Regions from separate parts of the Arachis hypogaea genome. Here region 2 is linked to region 1. The links are chromatin contacts, called in public Hi-C maps. All regions are on one chromosome and are shown on one strand. The core of a region is the stretch at or near the end of the contact, and the rest is flanking DNA. Distances in the headings are between cores, read along the strand shown. Region 1 holds the start of LOC112771471 (protein MHF1 homolog). Region 2 has its middle 15 kb from the start of LOC112773095.

Evidence for each region. A called contact is a pair of places that touch in the nucleus more often than the background predicts.
Region 2: a contact with region 1 is called in a Hi-C map of leaf, with 3 times the contacts expected there. The contact joins the enhancer-like site here to the promoter of LOC112771471 in region 1. A contact is called at or near these places in 2 of 8 Hi-C or Micro-C datasets (both in leaf).

The regions. Positions count from the first base shown.
Region 1 is chr18:133,706,018-133,711,637 of arahy.Tifrunner.gnm2.J5K5, forward strand. LOC112771471 (protein MHF1 homolog) reads left to right here and starts at 3,084. Exons shown (of 4, transcript XM_025816237.3): 1 at 3,084-3,364; 2 at 3,487-3,558; 3 at 4,197-4,277; 4 at 4,359-4,648. The coding sequence starts at 3,214. The coding sequence ends at 4,483. LOC112772238 (xylose isomerase-like) reads right to left here. Exons shown (of 1, transcript XM_025817141.3): 1 at 5,147-5,620. The coding sequence ends at 5,443.
Region 2 is chr18:133,752,645-133,758,264 of arahy.Tifrunner.gnm2.J5K5, forward strand. No RefSeq gene overlaps it. Among protein-coding and RNA genes, the nearest start is that of LOC112773095, 15 kb to the right of the region's middle. Within about 2 kb of position 2,632, at least 2 of the 3 cell types and tissues checked have open chromatin away from gene starts, as enhancers often do.

The DNA.
Region 1 (5,620 bases), core at 1,834-4,333:
CAATAAAAGCATCCATGCCATAAATCACTTTGAGGGCCCATATTATTATACAATTGCACATACTTAATTAATGTTGACACTTTTTTTTTTTAATCTCAACACATCCAATAACATAACGCTGATACATATGGTACTAATACAAATTCACCTTAGAACAATGATACTTATTAGTAGATTAGACAGCATAATTTATTTCTTTTAGATTAATTATTATCGTAAACAATTACTAAATCATAATGTTAATAATATGAATAATGTAATTTATCTTTTAAGTATTATTATTATTATTATTATTATTATTATTATTATTATTAGGGTTGTTATAAATTTTGTTATCTGTACTATTATTAAAATTGTTATTGTTAAAGTAGTAATATTTATGATTATTATTAATATTATAAATATTATAAATATTAATAATAAGTATATATTGCTGTGAAAATCATTAGTAGTGGTAGTAGTTGTAGAAGTATCACCATATAGAATTAGATTATTCCTGTATTTAAAAAGTTTTTTTTTTCACATAAAATAATTGGTGAATTTATTTATTCATCTTGATCCCTAAAAAAAAAGACATAAGTGAAAATAAATCTAACGAAAAATAAAAATAATTTGTCTGAATAATGATTATTAACAATTCTAAAGTTATAAAAGGTGTCTTATCACTATCACAAGAATTATGTCGATAATTCTACAGTTCAAGTGGTCTTTTTTTTAAATTAAAAATGAGACTCGAATTCGAAATATTTAAATAAAGATGAAAAGACTATACTATTTAAATTATAGTTCGTTAGAATTAGAAATTTATCCAATACAAATTTATATATATAGATGTTTTTACTTTTTAGATAATGTATACTAACAAATTTGCCGATTTTTTTTTTTTGGGTCATTGAATTGGACAACCCCTAATTTTAAGTATACAATACATTTACACACTTCTCACACTTTTTACCATATTTTTCTTCAATTATAATTTCTAGAGTTTGAATCCAAGACTTTTGAAATGAAGAGGAAGAGATATGCTATTTGAGATGAGGTTCATTGGCAAGAATTTGCCGAATTTAAAAGTGGTTACAGGGGAATAGAGAGTTTTTTGTGGTTTGCTCTGGGCTTTTGTTGTTACGTCCAGAAAATAAAATTAATTATTCAAGCCTATTTCATGTTCGACAAAAATGAAGAAACTCATTGCCCTTTTGCCCTGAGTTTTTCTTTGTTTTTTTTGTTGACTGCTCTATTAGTTTTGTCAATCTATCCGTGTACTCTCTATAATAATAATAAACTAATAGAAATAGTTTCAAGTACTAAGTTTTTTTTTTTTTTTTTTTTTTATCAATAGATTAGACAATTCCTAATTTTAGGTAGGCTAATGGATTAGACAACTCCTAATTTTAAGTACACAATACACATCCACACACTCCTCTCATATTTACCAATTTTTTCTTTTCGGCTGCAGTTGGCAGGACTCGAACCCGAGACTTTTGAGATGGAGAAGGGACGGAATGCCGTGTGAGCTATGACTCATTGGCAAGTACTTAGTTTTTTATCCCGAGTAGTTTGTACTTAGCTTTTTCTTTTTTGGACAATCACCCCATTTTAATACCAAAAAAAAGAGTAGCAACTACTTGATGACGAAGAAAAAAAAAATTTCAAACTGCATGTTTTAGGGATGGCAACGATGTGGATAAGGGCAGATTTTTACTCTATCCGATCCTGTTTCACTTTACAATAATTTGCATAGAATCCGCTCGCTATTATCCGCGAGTAGTAAAAAGTTGAACCTTAATCCGTTCCGTGGATATCTGCTCTGACCTGTCCCAAAATTATTAAAATTCAATAAATAAAATAAAATTTTAAAATTTATATAACCATAATCATATACATCACATAAATTAAAGTAAAATTTTAAATATGATATAATATTATCAATCATTTTACTAATTATTTTACATATATTACACATATTATATGTTAAAATTATATATTATATATACACCGGGGTGGGTATTATCCAAACCCGACCCGACCCCGCCCCGCACAAAAACCCATCCCACAAAAAACTAGCTTCCGGTGCGGGAAGGATAATTACCCGCCCCGAGTGGGTTGGGGCAGAGTGAGCACCCCGTACTCGCAAGTTCGGGTGGTATTATCATCCCCTTATGGTTCGAATCATAGAGGCTGGGACCTAGAAGTGAGCCGAACTAAAATGAGTCAGGTCAAATTTAAACTCGACTTATAAAAATTAAGTTTGATTTATAATTCAACTCGTTAATAATTGAGTGTATTTATAAAAAAAATTTAATTTAACAAAAACTTGCTGAGTTATTTCGACTTCGAGTTCACGAGTTGATACAAATAATATGAATATAATTTATAATTTTATATAAATAAATTATAACTTAAATATAAAAAAATTCTCATTATCTATCTATTTATAATTTATATCCTCCATCATAAAACATAAATTAAGAGTTTTATGACTTTTATCAAGTCACTTTGAGAGTTTTATCTTTGTAAATAACCTAAAACATAAATTAAGGACATTTCTTCAATTAACCCATATTTTAAATCGATTAGGGTTAATCTCAACTTAATAACTTTCAAAAGAAAAAGACACCCTATCTAAAGATGACATACTTTGAAACTGATATAGTATTGAATTATTTTTTATTTTAATTTTAAAAAGTAGTTCAAACATAAAAAAAAGTTTTAATAACATGAATTAATTTTTTAGTTAAGATTTAAGAACATATAAAAATATTTATCTTTTGTCATTTTTTTAAAGAATAAATTACTAAAAATATATTCGAATAATTTTGTTATTGACAAAAATGTACTTGAATTTTGTTATTGACAAAAATGTCTTTAAGACTATTCAATATTATATTTCTAAAAAATGAGACAACATTATCTAACAATAAAAATATATTTTTCAAAAAATACTCTAAAGATTGAAATTTGATACAATTTTTCACAAATATAATTTAAAAAATGAGATATTAATATTCTTAAATTTTGATAATTTTTTACTAAGTATATATTTTTTATAATTTTTTATAAGTGTTATTGGTTGTCACAAAAAAAAAAACATATGCTTAACAAAAAATCACTAAATCACTAAAAATATCTCATCTTTTCATTTCCCTCCATTCCAAAACAGAAAGAGCGCCAGAAAAGAAAACAAATCCCAGAAATCGAAACTCGAAGAAGCAAATGGCAACGGATCGCGTACTGTGTGGTAGCAGCAGCGAAATCGAAAGAGGAGAAGAAGAAGAACAACAACAACAACAAGAACATGACTCCGAAGCGAAGCTCTTGCGCGATAGGTTCAGACTCTCCGCCATCTCCATCGCTGAATCCGAAGGTAAAACCTTCAATTCAGTTTCCACACACTACGCCATCTCTTCAATTGAATCTTTGTTACTTTATTTCAACGAATTTTCGGAAAATTCGAGTTCCTGATAATTCATAAACGTCGATTTGCAGCAAGTAAGTACGGCATGGAAATATCTAAAGTACTAGTCTCTTGCATCGCTGATTTGGCATACAAATTCACCGGTGAGTAACTTTTATCAGTATTGCTTTCACTAATTATGATTTTCTGCATAATAATCCACGTTATATTGGTACCTTTGAAAATTGAAAGAGTGAATAAATAACTCAATGTTATACAGTTAGTTTTTTATCATTAGAGATTTTGAGTTATCCACGAGATTCATTTCATGCAGTTATAGGTAATCAGATTCAGGACTAACTAAATAACTGTTAGGGATGGCTGCAATGGACTCCGGAATCTGAAATGTGCTTTTGAATTTTTCTTGATTAGTAACTTTTGAGAGATGAGACGAGGATTCAGTTGTTATGCACAATCACTTCACAAAATTTATGGTTATTCAATTAATTATATGTTACTGAAAACTGTTGAACTTTTAGAAGAACTACTTCACATTGTAAGATACCTAGATAAAATGTCAAAATTAAGTTCATATTCAGTGCTATATAATGTATATTGAGGTGCGAAGAGTCTCTTTAATTTGGAACAAGTAATTCACATTATTAGGCAGGATTGGGGACTCAGGTTATTAAATTTTCTTAGCTTTTTTAAAATTACCTTTACGCTTGTTGTTCAAGGATACACAATATTGATATTTTACTTGAATTGATGAATTGAGTTAGAGAATATGTTCTGTGTGCAGAGGGGCTAGCCAAGGATCTTCAGCTATTTGCACAGCATGCAAATCGTAAATGTGTGAACATAGAAGATGTCATACTTTCTGGTAAGTATCATCATCTTCTATGACTGATTTCAGGGTGAACTGTCCTTGTTCTTTAATCTCATGTATTTTGGTTTCATTCAGCACATCGAAATGAACATGTGTCTAGCTATTTGAGGACATTCTCCAACGATTTAAAAGCGAGAGATCCTTCATCTGAGAGGAAGCGAAAGAAAGAGGCCAAGAAGAATGATAAAGCAACCATCTAGTGCACACGTCTGATATAAATATATAGTACGTTGAACATATTTGGTATTCTTTTTTTAAATCTTGGCCTCAAATTTCACGTAATTTTTGGTACTCTATCTCTTTCCTCTACATGTTCTTCTTGTTCTTGTACAATGGAATTTATTGTTCTAACAGGTTCAACCAAAGTTTCTTATTTTATTTCTTTAACTTAACTCACAATTAGGCACCTATTTTATCTATTTAACTTAAATAATTATAATCAATTATACAACAATTTCAGATATACCAAACAAACCAATGTAATTCTGTTAATTTTATCAACTCACTGTACCCTACTCCACTAACTAAGTCACAAGACTAAACATCTAAATCTATTATTAACCAACAATGAAAAAGGTTAAATTACTAATCTCAAACTTTAACGCTCCAATTACGTGCCAAGTATTAGAGTTTGTTGTTGTCTTTTTCACAGACATATTGTCGGGAGGTCATATTTCTGTGAAGAAACTCGATTTCACACGTCCAGAAACTCACAAAACTTGAAAAAATGGTTCAAATGCACATTAGTCACGGATGAATGCTGTGACTTATATATAGCTAATGCGCTTACCTCGGATGCTGAGTGCATCCAAGATATGACTCATCGACACTCTTTCAACATCCAAGATGTGACTAAAATTGTATTTTCGTAATTACTTAAATATTTATTTATTTTCGTAAATATTATATTTATTTAATTTAAATAAAAAATATTCGAGAGAACTGGACACAGAAAGGGTTGTCCTCGCTATATATGCACAATAGATAATATTTAATAGATATAAAATAAAACAGATACCTAATGGACTTAATTATTACTAGGAGTCTAGGACAAGCCGACTAGGATTCACATAAATTCGCTAACGTAACGTCTCGTCTGTCGTCCCCTGCGGAAACTAGCAGGTTTTGCCAACCGAGGAGGATGCTAACGATTTTATTCTCACAACGCAGACTGGAGAATCATCTCAGCTAGCTCTTGTTTGGCTGAAGCAACCTTGGGTTCTCCCCATTCCTTAGCTTTCTTCTCCAAGAAGTCAAAGTCAGCTTTACCAGCCTCTATTTGAGCACCAATTTCAGTGTCAAAACTCTGGTATCTCTTCCGAACAAGCTCAGCTAGA
Region 2 (5,620 bases), core at 1,382-3,881, 46 kb after region 1:
TATTGGCTGAAAATATTATTATAAACTCATAAGCTAATTAATAATATTGAGTAAATGATTATATAATAATAATAGTATATTAAAGTTACAATAAGAATATAAATAAATAAACCAAAAGTATATGCATCTTAATTTGTAAAAAGGATTATCTCAAAAAAAAAAAAATTTTGCTCAACCATGCCAAGTATGAATCTTAATTATTGAGACAAAGTAAATTCTAATCTAATATAGATCCTACAAGAGCATCAAATGAATAATAAAAATGGACACTTTAAATAAATATGTGATGCTTTGAAACTTAGAAAAAAGGGATATTCTTATTGACTTTAGTAATATTGCATCTAATATGAGAAGGGTAAGGTGACAAATAAATTTTTGAAGAATTATATTTTGGGCAAATCACTGTATTAAGCCAATGGGAGCAAAAAATTATACAAATCCGCCAAACCAAAAATTATTTCATGAATTAACCAATGCATGTTTATATGTAGTTCGAATCAATTAAATTCGAATTTAATCTACACATAATTCGAATCATGTTGCTTCGAATTATACACAAAACTCACACACACTAATTCGAATCAACCTGATTCGAATTACACACATACAATAATTCGAATCATGTTGATTTGAATTATACCCTCATTTATTAAAAAAATTAATAATTTATTAAAAAATTTATTAAAAAAAAAAAAATTTAAAATTAAAAAAAATATATTTTATTTCATGCATTAAAAAAAGCTAACAAAATATTTAATTACGAGACTTCTTTAAAATATTAATGAGCTATCAATTTGAATTCTATACAATACTCTTTTGTCCATTTTTAATAGTTAATGAATATTTTTTAATAATTTTTTTTTTAAATTATATGGTGAGATATTACATGATTCGAATTGCGCATGGGAAGTTCAATCACTCTGATTCGAATTATATGGTGAGCAATTCAAATTCTATACAATACTCTCCTGCCCATTTTTGATAGCTCATGAATATTTTTTAATAAATTTATTTTAATCATACGACAAAAAAATATTTTATTCTATGCAAAATAATTTAAAAAATGACTTAAAAGATGTTAGGAGTACTATAAAAATTTGTAATGACTTAGGACATTAAAGAAATACTCTACATAATCGATAATAATTTAGAAATTAAAGAAAATATACTTTTATCATGTATTTATCTAAATCACTAGAATATTTCAAACTTTTATAGTACTCATAACATTTTTTAAGCCATTTTTTAAATTATTTTGTATAGAATAAAATATATTTTTTAATTGTTTTGGATGGAATAAAATATTTTCTTTAATTTCTAAATTATTATTGACTATGTAGAGTATTTTATTTAAAATTTGTGTACATGCATGTATTTACCTAAGTCATTAGAACATTACAAATTTTTATAGTACTCCTAACATTTTTTAATCAATTTTTTAAATTATTTTGCATAGAATAAAATATTTTTTTTTGTGGTATAGTTAAAATAAATTTATTAAAAAATATTCATGAGCTATCAAAAATGGGCAGAAGAGTATTGTATAGAATTCGAATTGCTCACCATATAATTCGAATCAGAGTGATTGAACTTTCCATGCGTAATTCGAATCATGTAATATCTCACCATATAATTTAAAAAAATTTATTAAAAAATATTCATGAGCTATTAAAAATGGACAAAAGAGTATTGTATGGAATTCGAATTGATAACTCATTAATATTTTAAAGAAGTCTCGTAATTAAATATTTTGTTAGGTTTTTTTAATATATGAAATAAAATATATATTTTTTTATTTTAAATTATTAATTTTTTTAATAAATGAGGGTGTAATTCGAATCAACCTGATTCGAATTATTGTATGTGTGTAATTCGAATCAGGTTGATTCGAATTAGTGTGTGTGAGTTTTGTGTATAATTCGAAGCTAACATGATTCGAATTATGTGTAGATCAAGTTCGAATATAGTTAATTCGAACTACATATAAACATGCATTGGTTGATTCATGAACCAGATTTTGGTTTGGTGGATTTGCGTAAAAATTTCTTTCCCTTGGCTTATTTTAGTGTTTTGCCCTTATATTTTAGATAGATTAATTTTTGAAAAAAAAATATCAAGAAAGCCTTTAACGGTAATAAATATGGATAAATTAATTCAAAAATGAATACAAACTATTTTAATTATAGAAATTAATTTAAAGATAATGTATTCATATTTGTTATTTTAAAAGATTTTATTGATATTTTTTTAAAGACTAATATGTTTAAACTTTAAAGTATAAATTTTTAAGAATTTATTTATCACTTTATTCATAAAAACATAATACATTTTATAAATAATTTTAAAATACTAAATATATACAAACAAACAATTAATCGATGTGTTAAAACTAAAAAAAATCATTTTTTCCATTTAATAATTAATATGTTGTATAACTTATAAGAAAAATAAATCATTCATCTCATCCAATCTAATAATACAGGAAAGTTCACATCATACAAGTGTGACTACTGTTTATATTCACAGAAAAAGTAGGGTAGTTAAAAGTCCCGCAAACGTCAATATTTGTCTACTCATTCATACAATAAAGTGTTGCTTTTATAAAAGATGTCATTTTTTCCCATCTTTTTGACTGCTAAAGTTTTAATCTAGGACAAGTTACTGCACGGGATGAATGATGATACCGCGTGGAATTTGTATGCAATAGCAACAAGAAATCATGATGATAGTTGTACAAGGTCCATGAAATTCTCCAGGTAAAAACTACTTAATTAAATTCTTTTAAAGAAAATTTAAATAATAAAATTTTTTATTAATAAATTATTTTTATGTTAAATTTTTTAATCATAAAAATATTTATTTAAAAAAATAATAAAAAAATTTTTATTATAAAAAAATTATTTTTTTAATTTTTTTATAAACACTTAAATATCTTTTTAAAAAGTTACTATTTAGTTTTAAAAATTGCATCAAATATTAATGTTATAAGTTTTTATAAATAAAAAGTTAAAAAAAATTATTTATAAACTTATTTAAATGAGTTCTTAAACCTGTTTTTCAAAATCACAGTATAATAATTATTATAAGGATTAAATTACCAATTAATTTTTTTATATATTATGTATTTATTAAAATAAATAATTTAAAATTTTTATTATTAACAAGTTTAATACGTGTCCTTAAAACATATATTAATTAAATTTTAATTATAATATTATTTTTGTATCAAAGAAAGATTTAATAAAAACAAAAATATTTAATAATAATAATAAATTAGCTAAAAATAACTAAAAAATTAAAATAATATAAATTTTATAATTTAAAATTTAAATTTTGGATAAAATATATACCATCGAATTTGATCAAAACCGGCCATACAAGCAGATGGGTATCCACGTTACGCACTAGAGTGGGCCTACAAAAATAATTAGATTCTATAAAAAATTAATTAATTTTGGTCTTATATATCATAATTACTTTATTGTTTATTAGGACTTTAGAACTGTTGTTGGAGTGTGGGAGATAATAAACATTATTTTTAAAAGAAAAAAGTTTTTTGTGTAACCCCCCACTCTCCTATCAAAATAGAAGAAGTGGATTAGTTCAATTGTTTAATGAAATGTTGGCTGAAATAATAAAAGTTATGCTGCCTCCACCTTATGACATCGTGCTTATCAGAGTTCATTAGGGTTCGTTAAACTATTATTAATAAGATTAGGATAAAAGTTAAGAAATTCTATTTATTTTGTTTTGTTTGAATTCAAGGCGTGACAAGTGGGTTTCTTTTGTTCTCTAGTCATGCATTTCTATTTTTAAGGGTTAGGTTTCTTTGATATTGTTAAACAAGATTGATCAAAGGTATTGTATATATATGATTGGAAAAGTGTAGGTTAAATTCTGACCAGCATGTAACTAGCAAAAAAAAGTGAGTTATTAGATGAAATCTCACACCAATCTCACACTATTAAAATTATTATTGATAGTTATTTGATAGCTACAAATTACAAAAGTTGCTGACCTCCTAGTATTCCTCTATATGATTTTTGAGTGAATACCCGATCTGATTCTTAATATTTTTTTGAAGGGTTACGAAATTTAAAAAAAAAAAACTTTTTTTATTTTTAATATTTAATTTTATGAGACTGATTATTAACCTTCTATTAATGATCTCTTTTCAAAATATATTTACATGACATGCTAATAACTAATATATCATTTATTTAATTTTTATAAATAAAAATAATTTAAAATCACTAATATTTTTTAATTTTACACAGTAAATTTAGCTAATTATTTGAAAACAATAATAAAAAAATAAATAAATAACGACATTGATAATTATCCTTAAAAGACAACAAGACATCCAACAAAAAAAAATTGTTAATTTTAGTTGGTTCTTAATGGATAAATTAATAGTTTCTCATGAACATGAACGCAGAAACAACAAATTTTAGCTTCACGTGAACGTGTGTTCAGAGGTGGAATCACTTCTCTTTTTTCCAACGCGTTTGTCAAACACACACATAGACATTTTTCAGGCAGCCACATTTCACAGGGTCTCGCTGAATACACTTTGGGCCCATCTGTTCATAAACCGTTACAAGAGGTTTGCAGCTTCTGAACGTAATCTGCGACAGCTGACAGAGTTTAGCAGATTACGTGTAATCAAAAACTGGGATGTCGCAAATTACATATAATTAGGTTTATTGTATTTGCACCTGATTTTTCAGAATATTGTATTTGCATAACACTTTTTTTTATTTATTTTATTTATGTAAATTACCCTAATAATAATAATAACACAATAATTTATTTGTGCTTTTATTATGATTTGATATGAATATATTATGTTGTTTGCCAATTTCGCTATAGTATAATATTAGTAGTGATCACGGGTTTAATTACTACAAACTTTATGAGTAATATGTGTAATGTTAACAATCCACGTATACCATCTAAAAATTGAAAAAGAATTCTATTTTGGTTCCATTGATTGGTTTATGAATATTAATCTAGCTAAGATACAAAGCAGAGCATAGTTTCTATAAATAGAAAACATGTAAAGACGACCAACTTTCATTAAAGTTAACATGCTTAAAGCGAAGCATATATGTAGTGAATAATAGCACGATAGATTCTAGGTACGTACTACGTTCATTCATAAGATCAATGAGTGAATCCAAAATGCTAAATTAAAGGTGGTGATATTTGATTTAACCCTTTTTTCTACACTTTTTTTATTTTTAATATTGGATTAACAATGGTGTTTTTTTAAATTGTAATCTACTATGGTATTTTTTTAAAATGTGGGATAATTTAATGTATGAAGTACAAATCGGACCGTCCGATTTTTAAGAGGTACAGAAATCGGACTGTCCGATTTTTAGATACACAAATTGGACCGTCCGATTTCTGTACTCGAACTGTCCGATTTGTGTACTCCAAACTTTTAAAATTTTTTAAACACAAATCGAAGGGTCCGATTTGTGTACCTTTCATAGTTTTAAAAAACACCAAAAATTACCACGTTAAGGTATAACACTCATTCTACTTCTATATCCAAATTTTTTAGCCTTTTTCCTATTCCCTACTAACCAACTATAAAAGTTTTGTGTGACTT